Regions from separate parts of the Mus musculus genome. Here region 2 is linked to region 1. Evidence: chromatin contacts called from public ChIA-PET data. All regions are on one chromosome and are shown on one strand. Each heading gives the region's core, a stretch centred on a gene start, on an enhancer-like site or on the middle of the called end of the contact. The rest is flanking DNA. Distances are from core to core; before and after follow the strand shown. Region 1 overlaps Gm39465 (a long non-coding RNA gene). Region 2 overlaps Snrk (SNF related kinase).

Region 1 (7,011 bases), core at 2,533-5,032:
CACGCACGAGTAGGCATTCAAGCACTTTTGAAGGAGTTATTATTGAGCAGCACTGGGAGGGGCTGATTGACAGGACTCAGAATTACTGGAGACAGATGGTAGAACTCACATGTCAGTCTGTAGATCTGCTCCAAGAAGAGCAGCTTTGTAGAGACGTTCTGGGCACATACTGGATGCCAGAGGCCCTCTTCTAGGGGATGTTCTTTCAGTTCAGGCGATTTTCCTCTCCTGCACAGCCCCCCCACCCCCCCTTCCCAGGTGAGCTAGTAGTGCAGGGCAAAGCCAGTATCTTCAGGAGGACGGCGCCCAGCTTCCTTAGCTGCCCCAGCTCAAAATGCTCAGGCTCCTTTCTGACCAAAGAAAGTAGCTTCCTTCCTGACTAAAGAAAGTGGTGTCTGCTTTGGAGCACTCCTTGGTTCCTCTGACTTAGTATATTCAGCAGTATGTGCAGATGCTTGTGTGTGCATGCATGTGTGTATGTGTGGTGTGGTGTGGTGTGGTGTGGTGTGGTGTGGTGTGGTGTGGTGTGGTGTGGTGTGGTGAGTATATGTGGTATGTGGGTGTGGTGTGCATACATACCTAGAGCCTTCCTCTGTGTGTGTATGTGAGTGTGTGGAGGTGTGAGGGTGTATGTTTGTGTGTGTGTGTGTGGTGTGTGTGAATGTGTGTGGTGTGAATATGTATAAGGTGGAGCGTTGTATTTGTGTGTGGTATGTGTGTGTTTGTGTGTGTGGTATGAGTATGTGTGTTTGTGTGTGGTATGAGTATGTGGGTGTGAGTGTGTGGTGAGTGTGGAGTGGGGTGTGGGATGTGGAGGTGTGGTGTGATGTGAGTTGTGGGTGTGAGCATGTGGTGTGAGTGTGTGTGGTGTATGTGAGTGTATGATATGGTGTGAGTGTGTGGATGTGAGTGTGTGGATGTGTGATATGGTGTGAGTGTGTGGATGTGAGTGTGTGGGTGTGTGATATGGTGTGAGTATGTGGATGTGAGTGTGTGATATGGTGTGAGTGTGTGGATGTGAGTGTGTGAGTGTGTGATATGGTGTGAGTGTGTGTGTGTGGTATGAGTGTGTAGTGGGGGTGTGTGTATACCTAGAGCCTTCCTGTTAAAGTACACTCAATCTGTAGCTGCAACACAGCAAGAATGTTTTCAGACCCATTGAAAGGAGCTCTGGCTGTCAGCACATGGAACAGGTAAGGTATTGAGTGACGATCAGGACAAACAGTCTCTGGATGTGTCTTGTGTCTTGTGCAGACTCACAGGCGCTCCGTCAGTCCGCTCAGTCTTCAGACCCACTCGCTCCTTTGACATCTGCTGTTGAATGTGTCTTTAATGTACCTTTCTGGGGGCCGAGGATGGAGCAGTGTGTACCTGGGTCAAGACTCCCATGCTTGCGTCTGTCCAGCTACCGTTCTGTGGGCTGGGGACTTAGAACAGTAGCAGGGGAGTTATAGATAAACCCCAAGGAGACAACACAGACAAGAACTTCCAGGCATTGGTCTGGCCGTAGGTTGTGTCGAGGCCAGGGACCACCAAACAGCAGAAAGAATGGAGACACCTAAAGATTGGGGAGGAGGCTCCAGGAAGGGGGGGCATTATGTGTGAAATCCCTGGAGTATCCTGGGGGCAGGATGGAGGTGGGGTCAGAGATAAGACAAGGGCTGCAGGGCCTGAGTGCTAGTGACAGAATTCAGTTTTTCTCTGAGAATGCAAGTACTGGGCAGTTCCAGCTAAGCTGCAATATATTGACTTGAATCAACCACAGGCAAGAAAAGATGGGAGCAGGGGATCTGATTGGAGGTCATTGTTATAACCTGGGTGATGGCTGCCTGAGCAAGAAGATATCATAGGAGGGAGAGAGGGTAGAGTCTTCACTTGCAACAAAGTTGCTGTATACTGGAAATATCTGGTGTTCAAAATGCAAGTTATACACCTGATCTCTGGAGTGTTCTAACTCAGGGATACAGTGTATTGGGCAACATTGGTTCCCCTCCTCATGATCATATGGCTTCCAGGGAGCTTCTGATTGCTGACCAGCATCGTGAGAGAACACTTGATGCCATGTTACAGGTAGTTCAGGAAAAAAGTTTAAATTCAAAATATAAAGTATGGTTTCTTCTGGAATGTACTGTTTTTGCATCATATTGAACTCAACAAATCAGCAGAATAACGTGTTGTTGGTCATAGACCATCAGCCACAGTTACAGGCAAACCCACAGGGCTCTCCTGGGGAGAGTAAGAGCCAAGAGAGAAAAACCAGGAACCACTCAGAACTTTATCACTCAGAACTTTATCTCCAGCATCCTGAGGCTGGAGAAACAGCTTTCAGTGAGATAGAATGAACTTGGGGAAACAGAGCAGAAACCAGCTCTAAAATACCAAGTTAAAGGTGGTATATAACCAAAGAGGTTGTTGAGAAGGCCCAGCTGGGGTTTGGAGAGAAGCTGGGTTGAGATATAAATTTGTTATAAAACAAAGCATTGGTATGTGGAACTGCAAGGTCACCAAGGGTAGACATGTGGCCAGGGAGGGGGTTCCCAGACAGACTCACAGGAGAACCATACAGCTCCCCAGTGCCAACAGCCAGGAAGGGTGGAGTGGTGTCTTGGAGAAGTGGGGTCTCCTCTGACGTGAGGTGGGGTGACAATGGGAAGGGCCTGTTTTTTTGTTGTTGTTTGGTTTGTTTTTTTGTTTTTTTGTTTTTTTGTTTTTTTGTTTTTTTGTTTTTTGTTTTTTTGAGACAGGGTTTCTCTGTATAGCCCTGTCTGTCCTGGAACTCACTTTGTAGACCAGGCTGGCCTTGAACTCAGAAATCTGCCTGCCTCTGCCTCCCAAGTGCTGGGATTAAAGGTGTGCGCCACCACGCCCGGCGGGAAGGGCCTGTTTTAAGGATTTCCATTGCATCAATCCATTGATCCTCACAACCATCCTAGGACCTGCTATTTTTATTCCTCCCACAGGGAAACTGAAGCACGGTGAAGTTAAGCGATACCAAGATGAAGGTCACTTCACCTTGACAAGGGTGTGGTCAAGATGTGTGCCCAGACAGTGTGGCTCCAAAGCCACAGTCTTACCTTCATGTCATTCCCCCAAATCGGTTCTGCTTACCTGCTTGGTGACAGGATGGTCTCCAAGCGTAAGCATCCCCTGGGGATTTGTCCTAGGACAGATTTCTGGGAGTTTAAGACATAAATGGGGACAGCTCTTTCTGAACAAGGACAGAATACAGTGTGGTGACTCTCTGGGGACTGGCTCTCTGCCTGCTAGCACCACAGCTGGGTCCTCCATGACCTGTCATGGGTCAGAGTACTGTAGCTTGGCATACTCTTCTCCCTGGGGCTGGAGACCCCAAATATGTGGAGTTAAGATACACATGAAAGGCTCTACAGTCATGTTTCAGTTTGTTTTCAGCATCTAGGTGTTGGCTTGGCTGTTTGCAGGGACTTCCTCCAGGGTCTGTGGCAAACAAATGCCACAAGTTTGACAGGTCTGAAAAATCCCACCCCATAGCCTCTTCCTCCGTGTCTTGAGTCTTTGTCAATAGGGTGATTCCTAGGGACCTAACAAAGGACCAACAGTCTCCTTAGTACAGCCCAGGATAGGTGGTGAGGGACCAGTGGGACTTGGCAGGGACCACTGAGCCCCACACCAGGTGAACGAAGCCACCTGCTCCTCAGTTTGCCTGGAATATTGCTGTGACTGCCAAGGCTTTACCAGAGCCAGATCCTGGGGTGTGACCAGACCTGCCACTGTGCTGCCTGCCTGGCCTGGCTGTGTACTCGGAGGACACTAGCTAGGTGGGTGAAAGGTCACCCAAAGAAGCCTTGCCCATGGTTGGCACCTGACCCACACGATGAAAGGTCATTTGAACTGGACTAATCACCTTGACTCCACATGACCTCACCTCAGGAGAGAGGGGACTCATGCTCTAGGAACAGCAGCACCTACAGGCCCAGAACTGAGTGTAACTGCAGCTTCTAGGGAATTATCTTGTCTGAGATGAGAGCTGTGAGCTTTTGGTGGCTCATGACTCTGCAACCGAGCTTAGGTCACAGGGAGGCTACATGCCACTGGGGTCTGGTGTCTTCCTCTGCCATTCTGGGATAAATGTCTGCTTTCTTCCTTCCTTAGGTCTACTCAGATCCTGGCTGGTACAGGTGGGAGGCCTCAGAGGTAGGGGGCTGTTTCATCCTGTGAGTGCTATAGAGTCCAAATAATTTTCCTGGACTCCATCAGAACCTGTGGCTAATCATTCAGAAAGTGCAGGTCTTCTTTAACTGTGACAGTGGTCATGAACCTGAGCACCTCATTGGCCAGACATAGACTATTGTGTGTAAGAAGTGACTATGCCCACTTGTACACCAGGGTTGAGGAGACAGTGTGGAGGAGCTCCGTCTAGCCATTTCTCAAATGCCATGGCCGCCCTAGGTTTTCCTAGCTCTGTGCCTCAGCTCTCTTGATTATATCTCAGATGTTGAATTGTACAGCTTAACATCTAGCTTCTCAAAATATGTCTCTGGAGCCAGAGGCATCATGGGAAATCAGTTATTAATGCATATTCCTACATGTGGTCCTGGGATTGTTGAATTAGAAACTGCATTTTCGAAGGCTCTCTGGTAAATTGACGTACATGTTGAAATGAGCCTTTGAATGGATTGTGTGTGTGTGTGAGTGCACATGTATGTGGATGCATGTGTGCATATATGTTTATGCATATGGGAGCCAAAGGACAGCTTCAAGTGTCTTTCCTCAGACACCGCCACCTCTTCTTTGAGACAGGATCTCTCACTGGCCTGGAACTCAACAAGCAGCCTAGGCTAGCCAGCCAGTGAGCCTCAAGCACTCGCTTGTCTCTGCTTCCCCAGTGCTGGGGTTTCAAAGTGCTCAGCTTTTCATGTGTCTCCTCAGGATGGGATTCAGGCCCTCATACTTACATGATGAGTGAGCACGCACCTTACAAACAGAGCTATCTCTCTCTATGTCCGACTTTAGAGATTTTACAAAGCAGCCGAAGCAAAGGTGGAGGATGGGGCCTGGGAGTCTGTTTTCACAAAGCTCCCCAGTGTCTCTAACAGGCAGTCTGGGTTCGGCAACACTGGCCTAGAGGAGCCAATGGCAAGCTCTGTTTGCACCTTCCTTCGACCCCCCTCTCCCTTGCTCCAATGTTTCCATGGCAACAGAAGCAGCAGCTTCTTTCCCCTCCTGTTTACTATTACCCCCCTTCACTCCTCTGATGGCCAGAGTTGGTTTTCCTTCTGCTCTGGGTGGAAGTGATGGGAAATTCCTTAAGAATGGGCTTGTTTGGCCCATCAATACTGATGGGCTCTGGCCACCTCCCTGGAGTCTCCATCTTGGTCTCAGTTGAGGGCAGGAGTCTGTTCCAAGGAGACCTTGGAAAGATACACCTAGAAGATATGAGAACATATGGAGAAGTCTAACTCATGCCTATCTCAAAGCAGACCTGCTCTGCATTTAGGTCATGTGCATGGCTGGTGCCCACCACCTTTCAAGAGCACCTGCTGACCTTACTCCGGAGTTGACCCACTGTGCAGCGATCCCCAGTCCCCATCTGGGGCAGAGGTAACAGTGAGGTCCTGTCAGAAGCAAAAGCAAGCTTGCTAAGGACCAAAAGAAGATTCCTGGCTCCTGTTGTCTTTCTGAAGATAATGAGAGAGTTGGACAGACTAACATCTGTGTGGACAGACTCGAAAGCCAGAAGGAAACAGGAACCCATGGAGTGCATGCTAGCTCCTAGCTGTGGGTCACAGAGAGGAGGACACGGAATGAGTTATAGGGAAGACTTGGAAATACATATTCATTATCCTTTCTTAGGGTTACGTTGGAGATAAAAATGGGATCTCAGGCACCTGAGCAGGTGTTCTTCCCCTGTGCCTCCCGTCCACCCACCACCGTATCGAGGGCATGCTTTCCTGGAAAATAACTCAAAGGCCACGACAAAGCTACAGACATTTCTCTGCTGGAACGAGTCCCTTCCTGCCAGGCCCTGGACCCCAAGTCCTCTCTTCTGTCTTTCTCTGCTTTTCAGTGCTCTGGCTACTCCCACAGGCCATCAGCTGGGCTTATGAGTAACATGAAGCACCCATCCTCTGGTGTCCTGAGTGAGCATGGGCCAGTGCCCCAGGTCCTGCCAAGATTGTGCTTTCATTACCAAACTGCCCAGAATGTATGAGGATAAGGATTTGGGTCTGATGCACTTCAGGAACAAAGTGCAGAATGAACGGCTCTGACGGTGTACTTCAGAGTCAGGCCCAGGAAGAATTCAAATTCCTCGTCCCCAAGTCGGCCATCTTGGGCAAAGACCCCTCTCAGCCTCGGTGTTTTGTCTGAAAACTTCAGTGAGGAGCCCTTGGTTGTCTACGTGCCTCAGGACTGCCATCAGTCACTAACACGTGTCTCTTTACACCCTCCACAGCCCTACAGGGTAGCCTATATTATCACATTCTTTTTTGATTAGAAAACAAACACAGAGAAATATTAAACCATTTGTCTCGGGTTTTCCAACATGGCAGAGCCAAGAGTGACATTGTAGTCTGTGGGCATTCTCAGATCTGCTTCTGAGGGTGGGACTTCCTTAAAGGGATTTGGAGTTGGAAGTCTCATGTTCCAAAGTACACACAGGGTTCCAGAACCTTCCATGAATTTCACCTTGCAGAAGGGGCCTACAGGATTTAAGGAGGAGTCATATCAGATCTACCAACTCTGTAGGTCCTTATTATACCGACTTCTGCTGTGCCTACCTTCCTTCTTCACCTGCTTGGCCTCCCCCTCTGTCTGGAACTTTCTCCAGCCTGCACATTAAAAGGAAGCAGCAGGTGAGCAGGAACATTGTGACTCTCAGGACAGGAGGCTTCTGGCCACCAGGCCTGAAATGTGTTTGTTCCTGTACCTGAGGTGTTGTTTGTTTGTTTGCTTGTTTGTTTTGTCAAAGCCTTTATTTAGGAGGATACCATTTTCACCAGGGCTCTGATGGATGAGGAAAAGTGTATTTTA
Region 2 (7,850 bases), core at 3,321-5,820, 99 kb before region 1:
GGGAGAGCAGACCCTGTGCCTTGCTCAGGCAGCACAGTTGAACTAGTCCTGGTAGCTGGGGTGTGAGTGAGCCAGCCACAATGGCCTGAGTGTGGGAGAGCTGACCCTGGCACTCATTAGCTGGGTGTGGCATGGCTGCACAGGAGATGCCCCTGCCCCTTTGGCAGCTGGGAAAGCTGCTCACAGGGTCATGAGCTCAAGAGAATTATTCCTGCCCCTCATCAGCTGCAGGACTCAGGATAGCACGGTAGGGCTGGTCCTGGTAGAAAGGATATAGGTAAGCCAGCCCAGTGGGTGAGTGCAGGAGAGCTGGCCCCACCACTAGTCTGGTGTGAGGTAGTATGGGTATGGGGCTGATACCCTCCCTTTTCTCTCCTTGTCACCAGCAGTAGCTAGGAGAACTGATCATAAGACCTAGCCCTGCCCTCTTACTGGCTGCAGCACTCATGGGCCCTGCACCTCACCTGGGTAATACAGAAGAGCTGGCCCTGATGGCAAGGCATGACTGAATCAGCCCCAAGGGTCTGAGAATGGGAGAGCTGACCAGTCCCTCACAGGCTGCAGCACTTGGGCCCTGAACCTTGACTGGGCAGCACAGTGGAGCTGCCCCAAGGGCATGAGAGCAGTAGAGCTGACTTTGGCAGCCTAGCTGAAGCAGTGCTTATTATTGTCCTGGTGGTGCAGATAAGGGAGAGCAAACAGGCTGATTAGCTCACACTGTGGCATACTACAGTCTCCATGATGAGATGTTTTCTATGCTTTGTTGTTGCTGGTTTGTGTGTGTGTTTTATTTTGGGGTCAGGTTGTAAGGCTGCAGGGGCAGACATGGGAGGATGGGGGATGAGGCACGACGGGGTGCATAATGTGAAGTTCATAAAGAATCAATAAGAAGTTTGAAAAAAAATATGGTGAGCATTCACAATGAAGGAAAAATGGAGAATAAGGACATAGGTAGAAACCCAGCAACCACTTGCTATCATCCAGAGACTAGTGATAGTTGCAGAGGGTATAGGAAGGCCTCTTTGGCAGTCTTCTCTCCCTGCATCTCTGAATGATGCCATGTGATCTGTGAGTATCTAAAGGTTCCTGAAGACCATTCTGTCACAGCCTCAAATCTAAGCCAATACTGACACAAAGAGGATATATAACTAAAACTCTTACTACTTCTGAAGTGAAACTTATTCCCCAAGCAACTATCCGCTTCCTGACATCATGGGTTAGGCATCCTTGAACACAGCAAGCACTCAATATTCTGGCTGGAGGTTGCTCACTCTTAATGCCTATTATGAGCTTTTCTAACTCACACATAATCCACTATGGCCGCTCACTGTCCCAGAGTATATAAGCATTCACTCTTACAGACCAGCTAAGTCTCAGATTCTTTGGTTTTAGAAGCCAAATTTCATATCATACTTAAAAATTTCAACCTTTATAATAACAAACATGACAGAAATATGTTCTTATAAATGTTAACTCAGAAAAAAAACGAAATATATAAAATTACACAAGTTAAAATAGCACTTTAAATCTCACAAACTGAACAAACACTTTAGAAATGAGTACCAGAATCAGTGACAAACATGCATACCTCCCAGACAAGTTGTCACACATGCACACTACTTTGGTGATGCCTTCTCTCATAGTCCCAGCTGTGTGCTCTAAAAGCAGACACACTACCTGTGCTGTTTAATGATGGAGGTACACATAACCTCCAACTAAATCTTAAGCACACTAGGACAGTGAGCATTAAAGCATTAGAGCACGTTATTTCAAAGATCAGAAGAAAAGCCCAAACTTACTGAAATCTTTCCACAGGCACTCGTGGAAGTGGGACTGTACTCTGTCACAGGTTCCTGAGGTCAGACTGTCTCATCTTAAAGCCAAGGAAACTGCATACATGTGATTGGTATTAAAGCTAAAATTCAATATAAATCAGACTTCAGAGCCCAACTGGAGATCAAGCCCAAGTCTTGCATTAGGCAAGCTCTACCACTGAGCTACATCCTCATCCTCCAGAGCCCACTCTTGAAGATCTGACCACTCCAGTAACATCACATTTGATATCTAATATAGTAAGAGTCAAAATGCGATTATGAAAGTGATACATTATCATATTAACACTGCTTCAAAAATTACTGAAATCACTTACTTAGGGCCACCTTACCTCAAAAACTGACAGACAATAAACTTAAACAGGCCAACAATAGCATTTTCCAACTAGCATGTTCCATACTTTAGAAGGCACTGTGATTACACTTAGCACTGACTTCTGAATGAGCACTGTACATGTCACATATCCAGCTTCACCACCCTTTCCCAGTTTTCACAGCTACTCAGCACATTCTGAGAGATATGAAGACCGCAAGGCAGTCGAGAAGCTGGAGTCAGCCCCAGGCACAGGACACCTGTCAGTGCTTTAAAACAACCTGTTCTGCTGTTTCTCTACAAACTGACTTGAGAACCAAAACCGAATGAGTTGATTTTTACTAAAATTTTTAATTAATAAACCATATAAGAGCTTGAGAAATGGCTCAGCAGTTAAGAGTGCTTACTGCTCTTACAGAGGACTTGGGTTCAGTTCCCAAAACCAATGTTAATTCCAGTCCCAGGGTATCTGACATCCCTCTGGGTACCTGTACTCAGGAGCACAAACACAGATATAGACACAGATACAGACACACAAAATAAAATATTTTTAATATATTCTACGTATAAGAGTGCTCTATCTGCATGTACACCTGCATGCCAGAAGGCAACACTGGATCCCATTAGAGATGGCTGTAAGCTACCATATGGATGCTGGGAATTGAACTCAGAAATCTCTGGAAGAGAAGCCAGTGCTCTTAACTGCTGAGCCATTTCTACAACCCCATAATTTTCTCAAAAAAAAAGAAATAGACTAGTATATAATAAAATTGTTAGAAAGAACCAACTTCTTCTGTACTATGTATTATCCTGGTCCACCTGAGGTAATAACTGACCAGTATAAGCAGGGAAATCTAAATTGAAAAGTGTTTCTGTGTTTGGACATCAGGTCCCCTAAAGAAACTTTAATTCATATATATTTGGCTAGAGACTGTCTAATCTCAATCCTCAATTGACTCCGTGTGTTCAGCTGTTCTTACCTGTCTAAGTATATGCTGCATATTTTTGCAAATTCAACTTTCACCTTCAAAACATTTCTTGGGACTGCCTACGCCATTTTCTCGTCTTTATTCTTTTCCTCTGTATTTCTGTTAAGATGCATTCTGGAAAGTGGCAAATAGATCAAATTAGATAAATCAATCTAGGGATTGTTAAAGTTAAGCCTGAGACTAAGAAAATGGCTCAGTGGGTTAAAATGTTGTCCACACAAACAGAAGAACCTGAGAGAAATCCCCACGACCCATATTTGTAACCTCAAGTGCAAAACCTGGGGAGTGTGGGGGTGGGGAGCACGATGGCAGGCAGTCCCTGAGCTCATGCTCACTAGCTGGCCCAGCCAGGTCAATGAGTTCCAGGTTCAATGAGGCGGGGAGAGCCAGGGAGATGGCTTAGGGGTAAAGGTCCTCACTTGACAACCCGAACCCTATCTTTAGAACCCAGAAATTGTCCTCTGACCTTCACAAGAGACAGCTGTGGAAGGCGCACACAGAAAGTAAATAAATGAGTGTTTAAATTGGGGGTGGGATCAGTTGGATAATGATCAAGGAAGATACAACGATAACCTTTGGCCTCCACATATACACGCAGCATGCATGTACATACATATACATATACATTATATATATATGTGTGTGTGTGTGCGTGTGTATAAAAATATATAAATACGCAGTATTATAAATTGTTGCTCCCTCTCTGAGGCTCTCAGTGGCTCTGTCCTGCCCATATATGCTAATGTTGAGAGGTGACTGGGAGAGGTGCAGGTGTGTCTGTACTGGCTCGAGGACGTACCTTGCAAACAGCATACCAAATCACTCTGTTACCAGTATTTGTTGTTTCTCCTAAAGGAAAATACAGAAAATGATTTCAGTGCATTCTATTTGTTTCAATTTTGTTTAAAGTAAAACTACATATTCTAGGACAAGACAAACCTGCAAACTGCAAATCTGTCCTTGGTGACCTGTCTCCTCCTATTATCTTTCTTCCCTCTATTAATTACTATTCCCCTTTCCCTGCCACTGCAAGAGACTGAAGCCAGGGCTTTGCTCATGCTAGGCAAGTTTTCTGTCACTAAGTCCCAGTCCCAGTTCCAGTCTCAGCCCCAGCCCCAGCTCCAGCCCCAGCCCGAATCACAGCTTTTAAAAAAATAGTTGCAATGAACCCCAAGAACACCTGCCATTTTCTAAAGACCTCCTAGGTAATAGGCCCTGAACCTGCATCTGCTGAATCCTAACTGTGCACCAGCAAAGAATGAATAATGAAGCTCAACTTGTCTGATTTATCTCTGACTAGGATCCTGCTCGGCCTGCCTATACCCCTGGACAAGTTCACCAAGCTCCCACTACAGCAGCAGAGGAGAGGAACCCGCATAAGACACTCCTAAGCAAGGCAGAAATGCATTGTGATGCCAGCAACAGGCAGCACACGAAACACCTTCATGTCTGCCACCAAAGAGTAAACAAAACTGTCACTATGAGCAAAGCAGCTGCACTGTTTCCCATCCCGAGCACAGTAAGGAGTCCTTTCCAAAGTGGGCTTATAGGCTTTCCACCAACCTGAAACACAACACAAATAAGCAAAAGGCTTGAGTAATTCTGGTAGGTCAAAGCAACTCACAGTCCCACTAAAGGTGCTGAGTGTCTGGGCAGTCAGTGAGCCTAAGTTCAGGTGTGCTTGAAAGAAAGTACAAGGTGTGGGAGAGCAGACACAAAAGATGACGTGTGGAGAGAAAGGCAAGTCTGCTGGAGTGAGAGCCAAGAGGACCCCACAGCCATTCGCACAGTCTCCCATTCACTGGCGGGTAAACTGCAGCTTACCAGCCAGCCTGCCTGCCTGCCAGACCCTTCAGCCCCAAGTGGGCCTTAGCAGCTCCTCCCACTAGCCCTGCCTGCTTCTCTCTCCAACAGCCATTCCTGCAGTTTCTCTATCAAGGCAGCATGGTAGTTAAGCACTGGTTCTGAAAGCTATCCTTCATATGAGTCCAGACCATCAATCACAAGCCACAGGTCCTCAGCAAGTTACCTGACCTTACTGTACAGTCAGCTCCCTCAGTAGACATGTTACTAACAAGAACACAGCCCTGCCGGTAAGCCTAGCACTCAAAGGGCAGAGTAAGAAGGATCAAGAGTCTGAAGCCAGCCTGGTTTATATAAAATGCCACTATATTTCATCCCCAGACAAACTAAGTCAAACACACAGACTCTAAAGGCTGTGGAGGGGGATGGAGAGATGGCTCAGCAGGGCAGCACTCTTACCGCTCTTGCAATGCTCTTACCTAAGCTCCATTCCCAACATTTCACCTCAGATGGCTCACAAACACCTGCAACTCAGAAACCATCTGAAACTTCAGCTCTCTGTGGCACCTGCACTCATCATGTGCAGTGCACACACATGTGCAACTCACACACGTGCATGTGCACACTCAAAGGCAATAGAAACAAATCTTTTCTGTAGGTTAAGAATAGTAGAGATCAAATACGCTATATGACTACAATATTTGTGATCAGAAAACACACCGCCCACAACCTTGTTTGTGCTGCCGCATTCCTGCTGTTCCTCCTGGCTGCTTGTCTACATCAAGCGAAGAGCTCACTGAACTAGGTTCTTGCGTCCCTAACACATCAAACTGAAAAACTAGCAATAAGAAAGATCTTGGGATACAGAAAATAATATGTCTAACAACACTAAAATCTGATTTTCTTTTTCTTTTCTTTTTTGTTGTTGCTGTTGTTGTTTCTTTGTTTTTGAGATGGGGGTCTCACTATGTAGTCCTGCTCTGTAGACTGGCCTTAAACTTAGAGGTCTATCTGCCTCCTGAGTGCTGGGATTAAACGTGTGTACCACCACTCCTTGGCTAAAATCTGATTTTCAATAAAATGCCTTTTAAAGAAATGTAAGTACTTGCTTCCCTGCTGCAATGTTTGACTTAGTATCACTATGTAGCCCAGGCTGGCCTCCACTCCAGATCTTCCTGCCTCAGTCTCCCACATGCCAAGATTACAAGACTACATCATCACGCCATCTTAAGTAATATACTCATAGCAAATCTGAACGTATAGAATGGAAAACTTTAACCTCGAGAGTAAAGGAGTGGCCACGGTGCTGGGAGGACATCCGCACTCTTAGCTACCTACGGTGGTCTCAACTTTATCCAGCTCTGTTCACCACTCAACCCCTGGTCTGTAGCACCTGCCTTTGTCCATAATTAGAATTTCAACTGTGAAAAAACATGTTTAGTTTCAGAAAAAGTTTAATCAGAACATGTTGGCAAAAAGAGTGGGGACATAGTAAGAGAAAAGTCATCTGTATCTCCCCTCTGGTAATAAACCAAACAGAGAGCTTTGACGCTGTCCTCTGGGGACACAGCCAGGTACAAATTTTAAAATAAACTGGCAGAAACACACAACAAATTAAATACACTAATAATTTACTTCATCAAGTTTGGAAAATGCAAACCTGGACTAGTAAACACTCACCTGCAATCTTGGAGGATGGTTCCAAACCTGACATTCACCGTTAAAAAGCAGATACCTTAAGTACAATGACTACTTTTTCCTGTCTTTGTAGAACAAACATTTTAAACAACTGCATTACTGAGCTGGCATCTTTCTGAACAGCAAGCATCACTAAGACCAGCCACTTTAAAGCAGCCTTCTTGCATGGCACAGACTTAGCAGTTTAATACCTAGGCTAGACTTGAAGTGAAGCAGACTAACTAGGCCAACAGTGTTTGGTACATGGAAACGGCAGTTCAAGAAACGAGTAGTGGTAGGTGTTATAAGAATATACTAATGTTCTCTCAGTTCAAGCAGGCAGAAGCGACTAAGCATAGAGGTGTGGCTGAAGAAGAGGAAGGAAGTGTGGGTGGCCCTACACACTTTGCAAGCTGCTGCAACAGTAGTAGAAGCAGCCTCTGCTACCTCTACCGTGGGTCTGGAAGCCACTGTTACTCCTGCTGAAACTCACTTTGAACTTTTTGGTCACATCACCACCGCTGCAGTGGGGTCTGTTTGTCAAACATGTATCCTGCAACTCTTCTCCCCCAGGAGAAGTGATCAAAGATGTCACTGCACACAACTCTGAACAAACTCACAGCTTGCTGAGAAATCAAACAAAACTGGCTGTGTGTAAAAATCAAGCTACCCCTAAGCCTATCGACACTTTGTTTAGAAAATAACATTTCCCCAAATGAATCAATCAATATCCCAATACACAGAAAACCCCAAAACAAAGCAAACTAGGCCAGTAGTTCTTCACATACACACACAACCCAAGGCTCTGATTTTGAAAAGCTGACCTAACACTGGATTTAACCTTTTCCATACAAACTAACTGGCATTGATTTTTTTACAAATATCAAAAAAATTAAAGTGATAATCCATAATCATAGGAACATCCGACCACCAGACTGGAAGCCACGCCTGTAAAGAGCCAACTGAATTCAGTGATGCAGCCAACACTCAGTGATGATTACCAAAGTGAGCTGCTGGGTTTTGCTAAAACTTTATCAACAAAAGTGATACAGGGTCCCAGAAGACCCTAATGAGATCCTCCAGTAATATCAGGAACCACAGGTCAGGTACAGTGAACACAGCCCTATTACGTATTTTCTAGTGTTCTCTTTATCCAAAATTAGCAATACTCCGGTGTGTCTCCTCCTTCTGGGAGTAACCATGTAAATTAAAGACCAACACCCACAACAGGTCAAC

The links. ChIA-PET counts read pairs in DNA pulled down with a chosen protein or histone mark.
Region 2: an H3K27ac ChIA-PET map of liver shows a contact between it and region 1, with 3 times the contacts expected there. The contact joins two enhancer-like sites. A contact is called at or near these places in 17 of 484 Hi-C or Micro-C datasets (beige adipocytes, bone marrow-derived macrophages, cerebellar granule neurons and 11 more) and 3 of 115 datasets of contacts at active chromatin or transcription factors (embryonic stem cells, heart atrium and liver).

Annotation. Positions count from the first base shown.
Region 1 is chr9:122,029,027-122,036,037 of GRCm38.p6, reverse strand. Gm39465 (a long non-coding RNA gene) reads left to right here. Exons shown (of 2, transcript XR_871391.2): 2 at 5,477-6,529. Among named protein-coding and RNA genes, the nearest start is that of Gm39464, 14 kb to the left of the region's middle. Within about 2 kb of position 3,782, at least 12 of the 459 cell types and tissues checked have an H3K27ac peak or open chromatin away from gene starts, as enhancers often do. A contact at or near this core is called in liver, where this site is marked.
Region 2 is chr9:122,128,026-122,135,875 of GRCm38.p6, reverse strand. It overlaps Snrk (SNF related kinase), which reads right to left. Exons shown (of 8, transcript NM_001357775.1): 2 at 3,934-3,983; 3 at 3,126-3,248. Among named protein-coding and RNA genes, the nearest start is that of Snrk, 15 kb to the right of the region's middle. Within about 2 kb of position 4,570, at least 27 of the 459 cell types and tissues checked have an H3K27ac peak or open chromatin away from gene starts, as enhancers often do. A contact at or near this core is called in liver, where this site is marked.